2 separate regions of the Mus musculus genome follow, and region 1 is linked to region 2. A link is a contact called in public HiChIP or PLAC-seq data. All regions are on one chromosome and are shown on one strand. The core of a region is the stretch at or near the end of the contact, and the rest is flanking DNA. Distances in the headings are between cores, read along the strand shown.

Region 1 (5,299 bases), core at 775-3,274, 410 kb after region 2:
CTCTCTGTCGACAAAATGACAACACTCTTTTGCAATTGACATGGTTCCTCTTTCTGACTTGGCTTCAAGATTTGATCTTTGGGGGCTAAACTGTCTCCAGCAATAGAAACTCCAAAAATTGCAAATTCATAACTCTGCAGATTGCAGTACGGTTCCCTTTACTGTGTGTTTTCAAGTACCCCTGTGGCCAGGCATGTTAACCTGCCGTCTTTCCTGTGAGTGGAGGTTAGCTTACTGTTAAATAAGACTGTTATACAGCTGCTACAGAACACTGTGACCTTGTCAGTATAAGCAGAGGTAATGAGAGAGAATTAGTTGTGTGTCCACCCAATTATACAGATAAGTGAGTATCAGTCAACTCTTTTTCCTAACTATTGAATGATGTTTCCTATATTGTTTAAAAAAAAAAGTGATACCATAGATATTAACACTATTTTTTCTATAAAAATAATGAACTTTCACTTCTCTTACCCTGTTTAGGAGTTGGTTGTTTTCTCTTTTTCTTCAGTGCTGGAGATTGTAGGGCCTTGCACATATTGGGCCAGTAATGTAACCACTCAAGTGCTAAGATTATTAATTTTTAAATATGTGTTAATGAGACCATATAGTTATTCAGCTGCTAACCAATACATATGAGTTGTATCTGAATATAGTTAGGAAAGTCTCTCTGAGTAAACATAGTGTGTGTGTCTATGAGAAGACAATTATAAACTTGAGTTTGTTATCCCACATGTTAAGCTGTGACTGCCAACACTCTTTGGACTCTCTGAGTAGCCAAAGTTAGCTATTAGGCAGCAAATGTTTCACACTCCTAGACAATATGTGTTGCCCAATAGTGCCAAGTTTTTCTGTGTATAGTTTTTATTATATAAGGAATTTAGTTATCAGTCCTGCATACATAACCTTTGAGTCAGCTGTAACATGCAGACGTTGCAGATGTATAGACGGAATGCTTTTCAGAAGCTTAGGAGCCCTAAACAGGAAGCGTAAGAGGAAGATGGGCAGTTTCTCTTTTGTCGTATTGTCTTTGAGCAGTAGTTCTGTTTCCTGCTGAGTAAATTGTGTGTATTATACATGTATTAAGGTCCTTGGATACATACACACTGTTGCCTTCACGAAGAGAGTGGTCTTCACGCCACTGATTGTCTTTTTCTATTAAGCTCTCGTTTTTACAAGGACAGCTTCAAGACACAAGACACATTTTAAACCAGTTCCTAGTATGACTCAAAAGTTCTCTGACTAAAAAGGACTTTCTCGCCAGCTGATACCTTAGTTAACGTTATAGTGAGCCATTCAGACCCAATTCCGAGTTTCTGTGCCTTGTATATGAAAGAATTTCCCAAGATGCCTAATCACATTTGGTTTTCATGCTCACAGAATACCCTACCTTCTAAAAGGATAGGATTAAGAAAGTGAAAACCAAGTTTCTTGCATAGCACCCTAGTATTATTGTGCCCAGTCTCATCATTTTTAAATGTCATTGGATTCTTATTCCACAGTACAGTTAAAGCATGTTAGCAATAGTTAAATATAGACATATTAAATTTAAGAATAATAACCAATTACCATTTTACCATTGTCAACTTTTCTAAAATATCTTCTTATAAAACATTGCTAGCTGGCCGTGGTGGTGGCACACCTTTAATCCCAGCACTCAGGAGGCAGAGGCAGGCGGATTTCTGAGTTCGAGGCCAGCCTGGTCTACAAAGTGAGTTCCAGGACAGCCAGAGCTATACAGAGAAACCCTGTCTCAAAAAACCAAACAAACAAACAAAAAAACCAACATTGCTTTTTTATGCAGTTAGGAATATGTTTTTTAGGAGATGTGCTTTTTAACTTACAGTATTAGTGTGGCCTTGATCCTTGCCATATTTCCCATACTACAATGCAAATGCTGTCCGCACATGTATTTGAGAGTTACTTCAGTTTTCTTTCATTTCCTGTGTTCTTCAGGGTAGAGTGGTTAGCTTTACCAGCAGCATTCAAATAGTTAAGACTGTCTCAAGGAAGCAGGCAGCCTCAACCCTCCCCTTATGCACTTTCTCAACCACTCTCTGGCTTCCTCTTACCGTTTTGCTAATGGTAGCTGTGAGCTGTCTGCCTGCCGGCATGAGCATCTTCTGTGAGAGGACATTTCCTGGCATGGGGGTCAAATCATGTCAGTAAAATGGGGTCGGCTTCCCGAAGTTCCTCTCATAACCGTGAGATTCACGGGACTAAAACATGGGCAGGTAAGAGCCTGACTTCTTCAAAGCACTGAGTTACAGCAGGGGGAGGCCATGTGTAGTTTGTTGTTTTGTTTTTGTTCTTGGAGGAACTCATCTGGATTACTGTAAAGGATGAGAACATGGATTATTCAGATCTGAGGAACATTACAGTTCGCCAGAGGCTCACCTAGCTGGCCTAGAAAGTTGTGCTGTTTGCTTTTTTTTTTTAACCATTGGTGTATGCTTTTAACGGTCAAGCCAAAAAAAAAAAAAAATAGTTTTAACTTAACAATTTACTCAGAGAAATTTGCAGCAAAAAACTCGCTAAAAGGGCTGTGCTCAAGGTGTGGTGATTCAGAATCAGGTTCTATGCATTTTAGCAGTTACTAATTTCTGTTCAGAAGAGTTTCCTGTTTTGTAAGGTGGTTTTCCCCTGTCCTTTCTGTTTGGTGTTTTTTGTTGTGGTTTTTGTTTTTTGTTTTTTGGGGTTTTTTTAAGTTTTAACATGCATCGGTTTGGCTTTTGAGGGGGGGGGTGCTCCATGTATTCTGTTAAGGGAGAGTTTCACATGAATCATAGATTTTACAAACAGCCCATTTCATAATATTGGGTGGGTTCTGAACTTTAGAAAATCAGACAGTTTGAGTTCCTATTTGTTACTGATGATTGCTCTGTGACCCTTTGCAACTCAAGGGAGATTGCCAGCCCTTTACAGTAAGTGTGGTGGATGAGAGCTGAGCTTTAGTGATCCCAGACTGCATCAACTGCAGCTTCAACAGTTCCTGCTCTGGGCGCCAAAAAAAAAAAAAAGTATTAGTCATCTTTAAGCCTCAGTCTCTTTAAATATAAAATGGAGATAATTAGAACAGTGCCCTGTCTTAAGAAAATACATGTGAGTTACTCATTCCCAGAGCCTGACACATAGTAGCCATTCATTATCTTAAGTGTCATGCATTGTCCTCTCTGTAGTAGAGCGGGGAGCATGATGCCCTCTTGCCAACTGAGTCTATGTCCATAACCTCTACAGGTAGCACGGATGAGTCACAGAGTTAGACACTGTCATGGTCACTCACTCTGAGAAGCTCACTTCCTGGGTTTTTTTTTTTTTTTTTCGATTATAGTCCTAGTATATAACTGTAGGTAAAATTCACCTCTATGAATTGTAGCACTTCATGGTCTAGTTAATTTGTAAGGGAATTATTCCCTTAATCTTGGGGATTCCCTACCCTGGGTGCCCAGTCTTCTGAGAGGAAATGGGTGCTGTAGTAATCAGCTTGAGGAGACAAAGAAGGAGGTCTGGGCAAGTTTCCTGGCAGGGCCTCTTGTCTTTCTGTACTTCTCTTCTTCCATGCTTTGCACCAGCACCCTTGAAACTGCTCCTGGCCTATTGTCTCCTGCCACAAGTCAAAATGTCCTTCCTTCACTACAAAAGAGTGTGGTTTTGTGTTGTTTTGGGAGAGTTAATACACTGGTGACACTCATTTTCAGTGAGGTATTTATTATATGTATTAAATGTTACTTAGAGCAAAACTATAAGTGGACACCTGTCCCATTTGCAAATGAAATGACTAGGGCTCAGAGAAATAACTTCCTCTCAGCCCCACCATAAGTAGAACTTAGAACTGCCTTTATTCCTAACCTCTGTGCAGTCCTCTACCTTCTTCTCACTGGCCTGTCTGTCACCATTTGAACACTGAACCAAAATTAATATCTGGTAACCTACTGAGTTCTAATTAGTAAAAAAACAGTATATGCGGGGTTATTTAATAGTTCTGATTAGAGAAAGGAAGAAAATGTCATCGTTCCTCAGGGACATAAATGTATTTTGTAAAACTTAAAGAAGAACCTCTCAGAACTTTTTAAACTGCATGACATTGTTTTTCTCCTTCAAGCTGATCCAGAATTGCTATCCTCCCTTGTTCCCATCCCATAGCTCCCCTTCTAGACTGACCCTAAATTTAGTGTGCCCTGTGTGGACTATGCTACACCTTACCAAGCTCTTCCTCTGTAGGCTCTGCCCCTTGTTTCTTAATATAGACAGCCCATGGCTCAGAACTTGTGTTTCAAATGGGATCTCCAATGTTTGAAAATTGATAAAATGTTGCCCAGGCATTGTTCCTCATTTCTGTCCACAATAGCCACCACCCTTCCTTGACCACGTGCCATCTGTGTGTCCAGGTAAGGGGCAGGCCTTCCTTCCAGTGCTCAGTTAACTGTTGATTCTTTTCTTTGGCAGGAAAAGGAAAAGGAGAAGGATAAAATTAAGGAGAAAGAGAAAGACTCTAAAGAGAAGGAAAAAGATAAAAAGACTCTTAACGGGCACACATTCAGCCCCATTCCTATTGTGGGTCCCATCAGCTGCAGCCAGTGCATGAAGCCTTTTACCAACAAGGACGCCTACACGTGTGCAGGTAAGAGACATGCTCCTCTCTCCAGTCAGAGGAGGCTCTCTTGCCTCACAAAAGCTGGTTTGTTTCTAGTTTCCTGTGCATCCCACCCCTGATCTGTTCCTCATTTGTGTGGAGAAGTAACGCGTGTGTGTTTTTTCTTCGAATTTTAATTATGTAACATACAGGCTGTATTTTTTTTCAAGCATCTCTAGTTTCAGATTCTGCGCTTATAAATTGAAAGAAATCTGGCAAATCAAAGCAACACAAAGTCTTGAGCCTTAAAGCTCCTCAGGTTCTTTGTCAGACCCTACACACTTATTTTTATGCTTCACACACATATACACACAGCACGCATGCACGCGTGCACATGCAATTTAGAGATTCAAACTCAGGGCCTGGTGTAGAGAAGCAATCTTCCTTCTAAGCTGTTTCCCAGCCCTTGTGTGCTTACTTTTAAATCTGGCCTTTTGGAATATGATCCAGCACTTTGCCAGCATTAAATCATGATGGCTACCAGCTGAGAGCGTCTGCATGTGCACATATGCTCCGTGCTTCTGGTGTAGGACTTAGATAACCAGTATCTGTGTCACAGCCACTTCATTTACCATTGCAACACAAAAAGCAGCCATAGATATATCAACAAAAAAGGCTTCATTCTAGGAAATTTCCATTTATAGATACTGACTTGCATGTCATGTCATA
Region 2 (4,826 bases), core at 223-2,722:
TCCATGACACAGGGCAACAGCAGGGTATCCAATAGGAATCTCAGTGAGGATCCTGTATTGATGGTGTAGCAGAAACAGAGGTCTTGAACCAGACCAGTGACTCATTGCAATGAATATTTGCAAGTAAAGAAGTGTGGACAAACAGATATGGTGTGGGACACACTGTTGTCACACACTACAGATTCCACAAGGAGGATATTTTTTCTTTTGGTGGGGAGGTAGCAAGGGCAAAGAGCGCATAGGAAGAGACAAGGAGGTGAGTGGGGTTGGGGTGAAGGATGTGAAATTCACAAAGAATCAATAAAAAGTTTTTCAAAAGAAAATGTGTTCTCTATGTACACAATGAAATGATACTCAGCCATAAATAACAAAAGCATAAAATATGTGGGAGATATATATATATATATATCTCCCACATATATATATATATATATGGAAAATATTAAGTGAGCTAACACAGACTCAGCAAAACAACAACAATAATAAAAAATGTTCTCTCTCAAATGTAAATCCTCCTGTCACATTTTCAGATTTGTGTGTTTAATTTGGAGTGTATATGGTGGCAAGAAAACTAGAAAAAGAAGATTAAATGAGGTTCTTAAGGGAGGGAAGATAGCACATGTGATATCACTATAGGGAGAGAGGTCTCTGGAGGTGGGAAGATTTAAACAGGCATAGGGAAAGGAGAGGGATTGGGAGAGTTAGCCAAAGCTTCAGATGTCTGAAACCCATATGGAGAGCTAATTAAAAGCATAATTTAACAAAAGGAAGCTTGAAGTTAAGCACCCTGCACAGGTGGATAATTCTCCTCCCAAAAGCCACAGATTGTTGAACAAGAATCCCAGTGGTAGGCATGGGGCCCCTCCCTCTGAATTGTTGGTCAGTAAGACCCCAGAGGTCTCTAAATTAATATAGGCTTCTGACATTGCTTCTGGCTGCCCATCAGGACTAGTTGATAATAAGGCCATATTTCTGAAGACTCAACACATCATACCATAGGGGAAGAACAACGAGGTGGAAAGGGCAAAGGATGGCACTTTACTACCCAAGTCTGTACTCTACTGGATTCAGTCTCAGGCAGGGCTGCTTGTCCCCACCAGCAACAGCCTGAGCAAATCCCAAGAGCTAAAGCCATTTTTCTAGCTCTGTTGGTGCATGCAAAGAAGACAAGACAGGCTTCCCTTCCAAAAGCATGACCCTTCTCTGCACTTTGAAAACCCCACTGGGAATTCTAACCACAGAAAAATCCTGCCGTTGTGAATTCTGTCATCTGTGACATACCTCATTCTCTGTCTATTTTTATTCTCTCTAAGCAAATAGGGTTTTTTTTTTCTCACTTGAAAGTTATTATACCACTGCCAGCTGCTGGGATTACACAAATAAATTGATAATAGCAAAGCAATATGCTGCCCCGTGTTCAAACATCACCGCACAACAACAAAGCAGCCTGCAGTGCCAGCTCCCATTCACAGCCTGCAAACAGAAGCAGCACAAATGAGGGCCACCCACTCTCCCAGCCTCAGAGGGACAGAGTGGCAAGCAGCATGGTCCCAGGATGGAGTTTTACTCTTCCATTGCCAATGTACTCTTACGTCCAGGGAGAATGTGCAAAGTCATGCTCATCCGCCAAGTAACTCAGTGTGATGCAGACACTCCTCTTCCTTTGAGTGGGGTCAGCACCCTGATGCATAGTAATCAAGCATCTAGTTATAAATAAGCTTGCCATACTGAACAACAGGATAAACAATTAATATTAAGAATGTTTGTGTGTGTTTTATATACATAGGCAAAGATGCCTTACAACTTACTAAGCTGTGATATACCCCCTCAGAACAGGGATCACATCTTCTCTGCCTGCCACTAATTCCAGCATCTGGCACAATGGGCCATCAATAAACAGTAAATACATACAAACAAACATATGTACATACATACATGCATACAATGTACATACATAATACAGGTAAAGGAATTTAGGGAGGAAATCTGCATTTTTTTTTGCTTCTGTGCATTTTAGTTTTTTAATGCAATCCTAGAGTAAGCAAGATAGCTGTGAACACTTCAGCTCCTAAGTAATGGAGGAGAGCTGGAGAAAATGGCCAGACTCTGGAAGGCTACGATGCTCTCCCACGAAGCTAATGTTCCATGAACTTTACTGCAGCTGAAGGAGTCTGCTCAGTGTGGCAAATATCTGTGGGGTTTGCCTACCTAGCAACCATGTGCTCTTCTTAGGTAGCTTCCTTTGAAGAACGTCCCCCCCTATTCTCACCACAGGCAATTTGGGCTTTTCACATTTTGACATTTTGGTGTAGGTGTGGGTCCCAACTAGGCCAGGCAGAGTTTTCTTAGCCCAGAGATGAATCTTAATCACAACAAACCTAGAAAAAAAAAATCATGGTGGAGGTTGTCCCTTCTGTGTGCTTCCAAACAGCTTATCTATTAGTGAGGCAGCCGCCTAGATTGTTCATCGACATACTGAGACGTTGCTAGAACACAGTAAGGGATTCACACCAGTGAAGGCTCTTCCCATAGAGTCACTGCTCTGCTCACTCAGCAATGGTTCTTGACCTAACTCCTTCACAGAAGTCCAGGGCAGTACAAAGTAGAGAATTTCAAGCCAGGAATTCTGGGTCGTAAATCTGCCCAGGAGTAGTAAATCACTTCCCCTCTTAGCCCCTCCGTCTCTTTCTCCCTAGCACGAAGGAACTAGGACCAATGCCCACAAAGGGGCCTTGTGTGTTAGCTCAGCAGAAATTGACCCCCTGAATCTCGGGCATCGGCAAAACAAAGCTCACATTGTGGGGCCACTAAAGCTTTGAGTTTAAAGCAGTTAATCCCTTGGCTGATGACTGGAACAAAGAGGATTAACCTCAGCTAAGACAGTCACCATCCAAATATAGAGCGACCCCAAGAACACATGAGACACAGAATACACCCCGCCTTCTCTCAAACTGGCTTCTCATCTTATGTTCTTTCTCTCTTGGCTGTTAGTAAACTCATAGTTTAATCAGCTCCTAAAAGCTAAGGGGTGAGATTGTCAGGATCTTCTCCTTGTCCCTCCACTGCCTTCCTAAATTCTCCAACCCAGAGTTCATTGATCCTCCTTTGAAACACACACACTCAAGGTTCTCCATGTCTAGCACTAAATAAATAAAGCATACATGCACCATGTGCCAGCAACCACGTCAGACATCTGACCTAAGAAAGCAGCCAAGATGGCAGTCTCAACTCTGAAACCAATGGGAATGCTCCTGTTGTAAGCTGTGTGCATCACTCGGTACTCCATACCATCATCTCCTTCAGGGTTCTCCCACAAGCCCAGGAAGCAGATCTTACAGTGGCCAGTCCACAAGTGGGAAAACTGAGACTGAGCAGTTAAAGGTTGGGCATGAGGTTATGTAGCCAGTAAGTATCATGGAAAGGCTCTTGATTTCAAAATGATAGAAAATTCTAGAACATTCCCAACATTTTGTAGGAGAAACAGTGAGAGAAAGAAAAGGGGGTGCTGGATTTTGGTCTCTTGAGAGGGTATATGTACTCTCAGAATATCTAGAAAGACCCTGGAACTGGAGTTTCAGACAGTTGTGAGCTGCCATGTGGGTGCTGGGAACTGAACCTAGATACACTGGAACAGAAAACAGTGTTCTTAACTGCTGGGCCATATTCCCAGGCCTTAATTATGTCCTTATTTAAATTTAAAGCATTTCTAAAGAGCAGGAAGCCTGAGTGATCTCAGCTGTAACTTTTTTTTTAATCTCTGTGTGAAGAAGAAACATAGTAGGACTTTTCTGCCATGTATGGCCATAAGCTTGCAAAAAACTTGTTTATGAAGCTCCAGACTCTGTGCTGGTGGCAATCATACTAGTCATGACAAAGGTGTCAGTGGGTGATGTCAACTGTTTAACTTGACTCAGCCCTTTCCAGGGCCAATCAGTGGTCCAGCCATTCTCATGTCCATTCTCAATCCAACAAAAGAACTATAAGGTGGCCACGCCCACCTGAAGTGATGCTGGAAGATGCAGTCTGCATAGTCAGGATATGGAAGGAAAGGTTTCTGATGACCAATTTGCCAGTATTTGTCACAGGCTCCAGAAGCAAATAGTCAATATGGTTAGTTCTGAGTAGAGAAATGAATGCAGTGTGCTTAGCTGTACAATGGGAGTTATGGATGGCCTTTCCTCTTCCTGGTTTCCTGGATGCCTATAATGTGGTTTCAGTATAATTAAACTGTCTGAGAGAAAGAGAGCAAGCTCAAGCCCCCAATTGGTAAGGATTCAGACAGCATGGGGAGAACCACACAATCCAGGTGGTTGGGAAATAAACCCACCCGGTGCTAGTCCTTGCCTCTCTAGAATACAGAACAGTCAGGCCCCACTATAAACTTATGAATCAGCACGTCCTTTTTAAAGGTCAGTGTTCTGGGAGGCACTGATGAAGCTCGCCCCTCTCCCACACTGCTCCAAACAGAGCACCTGGGTATTTCCATATCACCCATCCCGGGCAGTGATGTTCTAGGAGCTTCTTTTTCTTTGTTAAGTATTTTCCAGGATCTTTGACTTAACGCTTCACCAAATGAGCCACCATGCTTGGTCAGGGCTATTGCTTCCTCTCTGAATGGCTGTCTGTGATCAAGGCCAAATTAAACTCGTGAACCACTCAGGTCGCACATAGCCAAACCTGTGGCTGGAGAGCTAAGGATTCAAAGGGCCATTTTTGAGGGACAGAAAACTGAGTTATTCTGCATGGTACAGTGGCCCTTGAGTTTTTTCCTACTTGACACACACACAGCAATGACTTTGAAACTAGAAGAACTTCCGGGGAAACTC

Evidence for each region. HiChIP or PLAC-seq counts read pairs in DNA pulled down with a chosen protein or histone mark.
Region 1: a contact with region 2 is called in an H3K27ac HiChIP or PLAC-seq map of large pre-B cells, with 2.8 times the contacts expected there. The contact joins two enhancer-like sites.

Annotation. Positions count from the first base shown.
Region 1 is chr7:75,699,922-75,705,220 of GRCm38.p6, forward strand. It overlaps Akap13 (A kinase (PRKA) anchor protein 13), which reads left to right. Exons shown (of 37, transcript NM_029332.1): 17 at 4,444-4,618. Among named protein-coding and RNA genes, the nearest start is that of AU020206, 80 kb to the right of the region's middle. Within about 2 kb of position 2,025, at least 123 of the 459 cell types and tissues checked have an H3K27ac peak or open chromatin away from gene starts, as enhancers often do.
Region 2 is chr7:75,294,194-75,299,019 of GRCm38.p6, forward strand. All of the region lies in intron 1 of Sv2b (synaptic vesicle glycoprotein 2 b), which reads right to left. Among named protein-coding and RNA genes, the nearest start is that of 1500012K07Rik, 12 kb to the right of the region's middle. Within about 2 kb of position 1,473, at least 41 of the 459 cell types and tissues checked have an H3K27ac peak or open chromatin away from gene starts, as enhancers often do.